Regions from separate parts of the Mus musculus genome. Here region 2 is linked to region 1. Evidence: chromatin contacts called from public HiChIP or PLAC-seq data. All regions are on one chromosome and are shown on one strand. Each heading gives the region's core, a stretch centred on a gene start, on an enhancer-like site or on the middle of the called end of the contact. The rest is flanking DNA. Distances are from core to core; before and after follow the strand shown.

What was found. HiChIP or PLAC-seq counts read pairs in DNA pulled down with a chosen protein or histone mark.
Region 2: an H3K27ac HiChIP or PLAC-seq map of embryonic stem cells shows a contact between it and region 1, with 7 read pairs. The contact joins two enhancer-like sites. A contact is called at or near these places in 3 of 484 Hi-C or Micro-C datasets (all in embryonic stem cells) and 1 of 115 datasets of contacts at active chromatin or transcription factors (embryonic stem cells).

What each region holds. Positions count from the first base shown.
Region 1 is chr5:72,894,328-72,899,639 of GRCm38.p6, reverse strand. No RefSeq gene overlaps it. Among named protein-coding and RNA genes, the nearest start is that of Slain2, 17 kb to the left of the region's middle. Within about 2 kb of position 2,554, at least 30 of the 459 cell types and tissues checked have an H3K27ac peak or open chromatin away from gene starts, as enhancers often do. A contact at or near this core is called in embryonic stem cells, where this site is marked.
Region 2 is chr5:73,209,364-73,214,390 of GRCm38.p6, reverse strand. All of the region lies in intron 2 of Fryl (FRY like transcription coactivator), which reads left to right. Among named protein-coding and RNA genes, the nearest start is that of Fryl, 45 kb to the left of the region's middle. Within about 2 kb of position 3,525, at least 72 of the 459 cell types and tissues checked have an H3K27ac peak or open chromatin away from gene starts, as enhancers often do. A contact at or near this core is called in embryonic stem cells, where this site is marked.

The sequences.
Region 1 (5,312 bases), core at 1,305-3,804:
GACAGAAGGTAAATATTCTTTCCGAAGTGTTTTATCTTGTGACTTCCTTCGGCTGCCCTTTCTCCCGTGTGCTTAAAGTGGAACCTAAGGCAGCTTGCCTTTAAGCCACAGACACTGTATTTACCTCCTCCAAAGCTCGGAGGGGTTGAGCTGGGAATGATAACCTGCAGATACAGCAATGGGTGCGGACTGGCAGAGGTAGATAAGTCAAGGGGACAATTACCGGCACCTCTGAAACACAAGCCTAGAGGGTACTGTGAGCATGGCGCTCCTCTTGCTTGGTAGACCGTTTTTTGTGAGCTGCCCCCTCTCCCTGTGCCCTACACTGCCCTCCTCTCTCCCATGGGTGTCCACTTTTATCTGCCTTCCTTCCTTTTGTCTCTCCATAGCTGGAAAGGATTTATTTATTTATTTATTTATTTATTTATTTTCTTTTCCATTTTTTATTAGGTATTTTGCTCATTTACATTTCCAATGCTATACCAAAAGTCCCCCATAGCCACCCACCCCAACTCCCCTACCCACCCACTCCCCCTTTTTGGCCCTGGTGTTCCCCTGTACTGGGGCATATAAAGTTTGCGTGTCCAATGGGCCTCTCTTTCCAGTGATGGCCGACTAGGCCATCTTTTGATACATATGCAGGAAAGGATTTATAATGCCATGTATGTCCTTCTTGTGACCCTCCTTACACCCCATCCCTAAAGAGGAGGTGCTTTTTAACCTATGGGTATTTTTAGGCCTTTCTGGAGCAAAGATGAAACAAGTTGTGTTTGAACCACTAACTGGGGTCAAGGAGAAGTGGGGTGGTGTTCTATAAAAGGTTGACTCTGGCTGATTCTTACATTGAAGAAATGGGGTATCAATGTTGTTCTCTGTGTGTGCATGCGAGATTGTCTGTATGTGCACATTGTATGTGTGTGTATGTTTGCTTGCCTGTGTTTGCATGTCTGTATGTGCACTGTGTGTATGATATGTATGCCCACAGAGGTTAGAGGAAGGCATTGGATCCGGATCCCCTGGAGCTGGAGTAACAGGGGGCTGTGAGCCACCTGATGTGTGTGCTGGGAGCCAGCCCAGGGCCTCTGCAAGAACAGCAAGTGCTCTCAACTGCTGAGCCATTTCTTCAGCACACCACATTTTTTTTTTCAACCTGGAAATGCAGGTTTTCAAGAGTGGCTCTCCATTCTTGGATGTTAGGATGTCCCCAATTTAATAAAAGCAACAGTAGCCTGGTGCAAGTTACAGAAGTTAGGAGGTGGCTATGGCCTGGGAGATACACCTTTACAGAGAATTGTGGTCAATTTGATTCTCAGACTTGCAGAATTCATGATGCAGCGTTGGGGAAATGAGAAGGGGTAACAAGATCTGGGAGGTGAAACAAAGAAGGAAGGACCCAGCCAGTCGCTGTAAGATGTCATTGATAACAGTGAGCCAAGACAGTGGGGGCCTGGGTGGGGGTGGGGGTGGTAAAAGGAGAAGAGCTGCAGGCACTGGACGGCCGGAGGCTGGGGTGGGGCAGCCGTGAGGAGCCTTCTCGGAGTGAAGCAGTGTAGAGAAAGAGAATAGTGTGGCTGAGTACAGCTCAGGGGTGGGATTCCCTTTAATGCTCACCAGAAGAATTAAGGACTAGGGCTTTTCAAAGATCATCTGGGGGCCTCTGGAGAGATGACTCAGTGGTTAATCATGCTTGCTACTCTTCTAGGGGACCCCAGTACAGTTCCAAGAACCTGTGATAGCTCACAACTACATGTAACTCTAGACCAAGGAATCTGGCCTCCAAGGGCACACACAAACACACACACCCATTCATTCTAGTGGACAGATAAATTACAATAAAAATCTTTTTTTAAAAAAATAGGTTTTTGCCTAGGAGGCTGAGGCAGGAGGATTGCTAGGAATCTGAGGTCAGGTTGGACTACAGTGTGAGGTCTGATCTTGGTAAATAAGTAAGATTTTTGGAAGATGCCAAATTGGACTCTTTGAATGTGGTTGGAGGGGCTGAAGAGATGGCTCAGCAGTTAAGACAACTGGCTAGTCTTCTGGTTCAACACCCACATGGCATCTGACAACTGTCTATAACTCTAGTCTCAGAGGACCTGACACCTTTGTCTGTCCTCCACAGGCAATGCATGCACGGGGTGCACAGGCATACATAAAATAAAACCATGATTCCATATGGACCCTGCATCATTTTGGGTCCTGGGGATTCCTGGGAACAAGATTCTCAGTTACGGGCTCTTGAAACAGCTAGAGAATCTGAGGGGAATCGGAGGCGGTGACTGGAAGGATCTTGGGTATATCAGAGTTACTGAGAGAACTGTAGGAGAGGCTCCTGGGAGGCTCAGAAAGTGAACAGGAGCCAGGAGGACTGAGAAGTCGACAACCCAGGCGGGTCGCTCAACTGGAACGTTCTGCTAATCTTATCGCTACACAATGCACACTGTGACCCTGGCTCGGTGTTCTTTGCTATTACTTCCCTGGATGGAGAATACAACCGGCAGCCATAGAACCTGCGCTGTGCAACATTGTTCCCACTTTGTATCAAGGTTCCAAAGCCCTAAGTGGGACGCTTCTAAGGATGACCTTAGGTCACGTGCCTGTTCCCTCACTAGGAGGAATGTGGGGAACAAGTGTTTGCTATTTTTAACTTCCTTAGTGGGAGGTAAAGCCTGCCTCCTGCCAAAAGTCTTGAACTAGGGACTTCCTCCAATAGGAGGTTGTATTGTCTAGCGTTGTGTGGCGGTGCAGCTACCACAGAACCTCGGGAGAGATAAGGCCCAGTGATAAGGATAGCAGACAATTGCCAGCGTCAGGATCCACTATTGTGGACTCTAAATAAGACACGCAAAGGACTCTAAAAGGCCAGGCGCTTACACCCACTGAGATGTGTCTCAGGTCATGTCATTGGCAGGTTTTGAATACTGACTTCACTCTAGGTGCTTAGAAGCCTCTAGAATATTACTGACCTCATAACAGTAAAAACAGAAAGGGACAGAGAACAGGCACTGTAAGTCACACTCCTTTTTTTGAAGTGTCTACTTGGAAGTGATGAGTATAACTTGCTTGCGTTCTACTGCTCAAAATAAACCATATGGCCAGTGTGATTTCTCAAAATAGACCACAATGGCCAGTGTGATTTCGGAGTCACCAGGGAATATCACACCAAGAGGCCACCTGTATTTTGGGTAATAATCAGAGCAGGGCAATTATTATGTTTGTAAAAAAAAAAAAGAATACACATAAGTATGCGTGTGCATGTGTGTATGTATGTGTGCATGTATATGTATTTTTTGTGCACGTGTGTGTGTGTGTGTGTGTGTGTGTGTGTGTACATGTGTCTTGAAACAAGTCTCACTAATCTCAGGCTGATCTCCACTTGAACTCATTATGAGGCTTGAATGCCTGATTCTCATTCTTACCTCTCCAAGTGCTGAGATTACGGACAAGAACCAGCACGCCCAGTGGAATAAGAGTATTTTGCGTAGACTCTATTATAACATAGTCATCATCCAGGAGAGAGGGAGGGTATGCTGGGTGGTGGGATTGAGGGACTCAGAGGCAAGAGATGGATGGTATGTGTGTGTGTGTGTGTGTGTGTGTGTGTGTGTGTGTGTGTGTGTGTGGTGTGAGCTGCAGTTAAAGCAGCTGGCTGCTCGTGGCACTAATTGCTGTGGGTAGGGATAAGAAACAAGAGCGCTAGCCAGCAGGGAATGGCGGCTGTGACACCTTGTGTTCAGGAGAATAAGCTTGGTGGTTATTCTATGGGCAATGAGGCATCACACGGGCATCTAGAATGGGTTACAGGGCTATTTGTGCTTTAGGCAGATCACTCTGGTTGAAGAATGGATTTGAAGGTTATTTATGGAAAGCTCTGTGTTTATTTGAGTGAGAATGACTCCAACAAGCTAATGAGAGAGGAGAGGCAGTAGGTGGCGGGCAGGGTACAGGGGTGACGGCTTCATTCATTCACCGGGGGGCTGGGTGAGAAGGATGGCCAGAGGTTTCTCCAGAGCATCCAGCCTGAGCCATTTAATTTCCATCATCTTCCCACCAAGTGACGTAACTGAATGCCAGCAGCGCCCTGTGTAGCACTCTACAGTCCAAGATCTCGAGCTTCCCCAGATATGTGCACAAAACAAGGCCAAAGGTCTCCAAGAGAATCAGGACAAGCAAATAGCCTGACCGCATCTTCACGCTCAGGGACAGGAGCCAGAAACGAAAGCTCGCTCGCGCTCAGGTGACAAGCTAACCTGGCTTGTCCTCTCACCCTGCCCCCATTCCCTATTTCTTCTTACCTCGTCTGTGGATGTGCAGCGATGTTAATACAAGAAAGACTGAGGCAAGTGTGAATGATAGCAAGCTCTTCCCAGAGCACTTTGCTCCAAGAGTTCTGCAGTCCTCACAGACGTAATGGCACCCTATCTGAGATCCAAGTATTTCTTGATGTGGAAAAATATGTGTCTCAGGGTTTTATTGCTGTGAACAGACACCATGGCCAAGGTAACTCTTTGTTTGTTTGTTTGTTTGTTTTTTCGAGACTGGCTGTCCTGGAACTCACTTTGTAGACCAGGCTGGCCTCGAACTCTGAAATCTGCCTGCCTCTGCCTCCCGAGTGCTGGGATTAAAGGCGTGCACCACCATGCCCAGCTCCAAGGTAACTCTTATAAAGACAACATTTAATTGGGGCTGGCTTACAGGTTCATAAATTTAGTCCAGTATCACCAAGGCAGGAGCATGGCAACATCCAGGCAGGCATGGTGCAGGAGGAGCTGAGAGTTCTACATCTTCATCTGCAGGCCTCTAAGAGAAGACTCACTTCCAGGCAGCTAGGACTAGGGTATTAAAGCCCACACCCACAGTGACACACCTACTCCAACAAGGCCATACCTCCTAATAGTGCCACTTGCTGGCCCAAGAATATACAAACAATCACAATATGTATATGTATAAAATATGTGCTTGCTTCAGCAAAACCCACAGTATTAAACAACAGGAAAAAACCTCCATGTAAAAAATATTCCATACCTTATTAAATTGGGACACACCTATGCTTTCTCTAATGTTCTAAAATAATTGAACGAAAGAACGCTTCTATTATTGCTAAGAAGAAGCAAAACATTAAAGGTATATACTATCATAAAGACAAATTTTATGAAAGTACAGAAGAAACTAGTGCTGAAGCCTGGCTATGATGGGATATGTTTGTAAGCACACTGGGATTAGCTAAGCCAAGAGGATCAAGAATGTGGGGTCGGCCTAGGTTACATAGCAAGCATCTTTCTCTCAAAAGCAAGCAAGCAAACAAACAAACA
Region 2 (5,027 bases), core at 2,276-4,775, 310 kb before region 1:
GCTGAGATTTGAGGGGTGGTCAGGCCTAAGCAGATGAAAAAAGCCACAGGGAACGGCAGGCAAGGATGGCGAACCAGAAGGGAATCCTCCAGTAGAGCGCCTGGCTAGCTGGAGGGAGCCATCTCATCGGCTTTGCAGTCCCACCCCCCACCCACAACACACACCAGGAAAAGTGAGGCCCAAGGCTGGGGCAGGTAGAATGCAGGGTGAGGACCCTCCCGGGCCACCTCCTGAGGCCCTGAGATAGAGTTCATCTTCATCATCAGCTTTGACTGGATTTAAAACCAAGGTTGGCACACATCTCCCCATGTCTGAGCATATTTCCAGAGGGATTACGGAGGAAAGGAAGGGACCTACCCGGGCCACGACCTCATGTGCTGAAGTTCCAGGCTGAATAATAAAGTAGAGCAGGAGAGTGAACTGGGTACCGGCACCCTCCCCTCCTGGAGCTACAGAAACTCGAGGAAGCCATGCCTGACACTAAGAGTGGACGGTAGGCCACACTTCTGTCACATCCTCACAGCACTGAGGAGAAAAGTAACCAAGATAACCTGTGTGTCATATCTGGGGAAAATACCCTGACAAGCAGCTTGAAGAGGGAGGAGGGAAGGGTGATGTTGGTTCACAGTCGAAGGTCCAGTCCCTCATAGTGGGGAAGTCAAGGCAGCTGAAGTTCAAAGCAGCTGGTTGTATTGTGCCTAAACTTGTGCTCAGTTTAGTTCCTCTCTCTCTCTCTCTCTCTCCCTCTCCCTCTCCCCCCCTCTCTCTCTCTCTCTCCCTCTCTCCCTCTCTCTCCCTCTCTTTCTCTCTCTCTGTCACAGAGTCTAGGATCCTAGTCTGGCCAATCACTCACAAGGGCGGGCCTTCCTTCTTTAGTAATCACCCTTATAAGGATAATTCCCTACAGGCTTGCTGACTCTGGATCTCATCAGGTTGGCTACTGAGGTTACATCACGCGTTCGTGTATTATCTTTAGAAATAGGTCAAAATAAAATATAAAGGTGAAAAGTCACAAGACCCCTGCAGCCACACGGGCCATCATGGGAAGAAGAGGTGCGTGCCGTACGCAGACAGTCGTGGCATTTGCAGAGCGATGGCGCCTGCTCATTCACTTGTGACGTTATCTTAGTTCCATCTCAGGACCAAACCCATTCCTTGTATCTTTACGTCTGTGGTCTTCAGAAAGTTCTCCCTATTCTGGTCCGATAGAAAAACAAACGTTCCACCCTGTTTTACCCACTAAGGGGCTTCAAAAGCGAACTTAGAGATGGCAGATCACTTACTCGCGGGTGCTGTAGCTCACTGGTAGAGGGCATGTGTGGTGTGCTCTGCGTTCGACCCCAGCCTGACATAGACAGGGCCTAGTAGTGCACCTCCGTAATTAATCCCAGCGGAGACGGGAAGATCAGAAGTTCCAAACCAGGCTGCCCAACTTGAGGCTCTGTTTTTAAAAAAATAATAACAAACCAAAAACATAACAACAAAAGCCTGTTCTCTGGTGCTTCCTCTCTCAGCAGCTTCACTGAGGACGAGTGATGTTTTGCCTGGGAACCAGGCGTCCCAGTATCTTAGGTTCCCGGTGCTCCCTTCTTGGGCTCAGCCAAGCAACCATAGTGTTTTCCTTCCTTCCCAGCATCTCCTCAGCCTAGTCTTCCATCTTGACATATCTGTCCACCCCCTCTCCCCTTGTTGCTTAGAGGCTCACTCCTAACCGTTATTCCCCTAATCCGCTTACAATCCCCGTCAGTCAGATTGATTTATTTTTGACCTACATAACCCTGTTTTCCTTTGTTGCTACCGCCAACTCTAAGATTTTACCACAGTCTCAGCAGCCATGGGTTGATGTGGAGTCAGAAGAACTGCGTATTTCTCATTTCAGAACTGGTAAGAATTCTGGTGAGTCTCGTGGGGTTAGGAGGGGGTGCGTCCAGGGGAGTCTCTTTAAGAGGAGACAAATCTCAGGTGTAGTGCCGCAGGCACCTTGAGTAGAACCTTCCAGAAGTGACCTTATTCCACCGAAAAGCCTTACTTGCCTTTTGAAGCCATCTTTACATACACTTCAGCACACATTAAATAACGCCTGTCTCTCCACACAGCTTTGACAAAAGTGTGTGTGTATGGCAGGCAGTATCCGCGTTCTGGGGAAGCCAGAACACTAGGTGTTCAGTTTTCACGTGGCAGAGAGTGACCAATAAAGCCATAAGGACGGAGCGTATTGGCATGAACCTGTGCTTTTCCCGGCCCTAGGACGGCATCGGAAGGATCACCCTCCCGACTGATTTCTAGATTAACAGTGATCCTTTGCGTATTAGTAAGGCAGGTTTACTCGGCCCTCAAGCGGGATTTTGTTTGTATATCAGGGCCAGTCAGCAATGTTTCTTCTGTGACAAGATGGGACGGTTGCTCGTTAGTGATAGCCTGCAAAATGACTTTATTTTTTGTTTAAAAAGAAAAAACCCTTCTCGGTTTCTGCTCATTCACACCTTAGTCCTCTCCTTGTCTCCTTTCCCCCTCTTTCTTCTTCTGAATGAGTCTGCTGCTTTGACTGCATTGTCGTGTCTTAGTATTCCCTAACCGGGCCACTGATGACAGCTGTGTCTGATGAGGCCATTTTTCTGGACTCATAATGGAAATTTTTTTTGTTGAGGGGTGACGTTTGCTGATTTTCTTTTACGTAAGAGTTTTCAGATATTAACCTTTTCGTTGCTTTGGCCTACCTATTGAATTAAAGAACTGCTTTTTGTCTGTTAGTCTTTCTGGATGTAATGAAGGGGATGTGTGGTTATGAAAATTTTGGTTCCTTACCAGATGGGTTTATTTTTGGGATCTGAGATGTAGGAAAGCAGAAACCTTTTAAACCCTTTAAAAAAGCAAAAGGACATATTACAGTGTTTTAAACATTCTGACGTTAGCAGTAGTATCTTGCTTATATTAAGGTCAAACATTATAATGGAAGTTTTATAATGAACTTTGCTTAAGATGAAATTAGGATTTTTGAGACTTAGCTTCTGGGAATAGGATTTTAGAGTTTTCAAAAATGATTTTGAAACATTAGGTGTCCATAGGTAAGAAACAAATTCCCATGTGCTGCTGATCCCCACTAATATTGCTTATGGTTTAGAGTGATAAAGGAAGTTTTTCTTTAGAAAATGGCAAGTCTACAAAGCTGACAAATGCTGTGTAGCTCCTGGTTCGATGGGTTTGTAAAGGCTTCACGAGTAAGATCAACGAGATTGCACTCCAGGTAGGGCTTGTGTAACTGGCAGCCATGCCGAAGAAACCTGCCAAGGTGGGAGACATGAGTCAGGTCCTCCCTTGGCCCTCTCCAAGTCTCCTCTCTGCCCCCCATTTATAGAGCCACACCCGAATTAGTTTTTAGTACAATCACAGTGTGACTTCAGAAGCACGGCCTATTAAAAAGATGGCTTTTGTTTCTTGTTTTCCCAACAACCTCATTTACACATTGTAGAATGTTCTCCCACAGCGAGGTCTAGAAGGATGGTCTGAGAACCGGGTGAGTCATACACTCCAGGGCACACTCTGCAGGGAGACCCCAGTTCTAGTTTCACATTTGCCTGCCCTCCGTGTAGGGTGTGGCTTGATGGTCGGATGGGCTGCTCCCATGCTCTCCTCTGCTCCTGGCGCCCAGTTTCCAGAAGGCCTCAACAGCATTGCTTTACGGCTCACATTTCTCCAATACATCTTCCAGTTAATATTTAATTTTGCCTACTGATTCCAGGGTATGTCAAAATCCTCAGTGAGAAGAGCAACGTAAGCCCAGAAGTGAAGCTGGTCCAGAGACCACACTCGAGGCGTTTATTCAGATGACTGAATTTTAGGACACTGAGCCAAGGACCAAATAGTGTCTCAACACTGAGCGTGGAGTAAGGCAGAGGGGTCCACAGAAGATGACTCGAGTGGACAGGTTTTCATATAAGCCACAGCGACGACAGCTGATCCCTCCAGGGCTAGCCAGGCCCACCCTCCAAGGTGGACGCAGCCGACGTGTGGACAGTCACGGTGTTGAGGCTGTTAGTGGCCTTCTTCAGAAAGCATGTGCTGTAGACTGGAGCTCACATTTAAGAATCATGGCTGAAATGCCACGGCCGCTTCCCTTCATGACAACGTTGGTCCACCAGACTTGAATAATTAGATCTCAACAACAAGGATTGGATTTAGTCTGTGAAATATAAAGTCATCTCTGACTCGCCGGTCACAGCATGGGTTCTTTTAGTTTCTTTGGTTTTGAGAGTTCTGATCACACGAGAACGTATTGGGGTCACAGAATGTGATGTAAATCCACCCAGCAGCGTATTCTGTTAAGAGAGCCAGACGTTCAGTATTTCAGGGTCATTCACCAGTGTTCTTTCTCTCAGTTCCCCTGTCTGTAAAGTTGAACATGTGCAAAGGTTGTGGTTAGCTGGATTAAAATGAAGGCGTGCGTGTGGAGCGCCAGCCGCAGCTCGTCCCGCCTAGTGGGCTGTCGGTGACAGGTGCTGGTTTTCTTGTTGTGCTCTTAATTAGCTTGAATTTCTAGGGTGTCATTTCTTAGGGTGCAGTGAACCAACTCTGAATTCTCCACTCCTGTATTTGTAGCTTTCTTAGACCAAAGTTAGCCACCGTGAAGGGCGGAGTCGGAGGGGTGTTGCTGACTTCCATTCAGGGGTGGGGTGGGGGTTCTCCCAGTTACGGGTTGTGCTCTGTAAGAGGAGAATTCAGTTTTGTGGCATGTTTTTTTTTTTTTTTTTTTTTTTTCTCTATATGGTCAAATGTAGTGACCAAATCAACTCGGAATGTTTTGTTACTAACTTTGAAATTCGTTATTTTCTGTGTAGGGGATGTTGATCTGAATAAATTACTGATTATCTTTTACAAATTTCTAGGGAGGAACCGCTAATCTGTACTCAGCACAATCCTTTCTTTCATAAACGTGGGGAGGAGGCAGCAGCACACAGCCACTTCAGAGGGCAGAGCCAACAGTCGTTATGTAACCTGGGTACATGATAGCCTCTGGCTCTAGGTCCAGG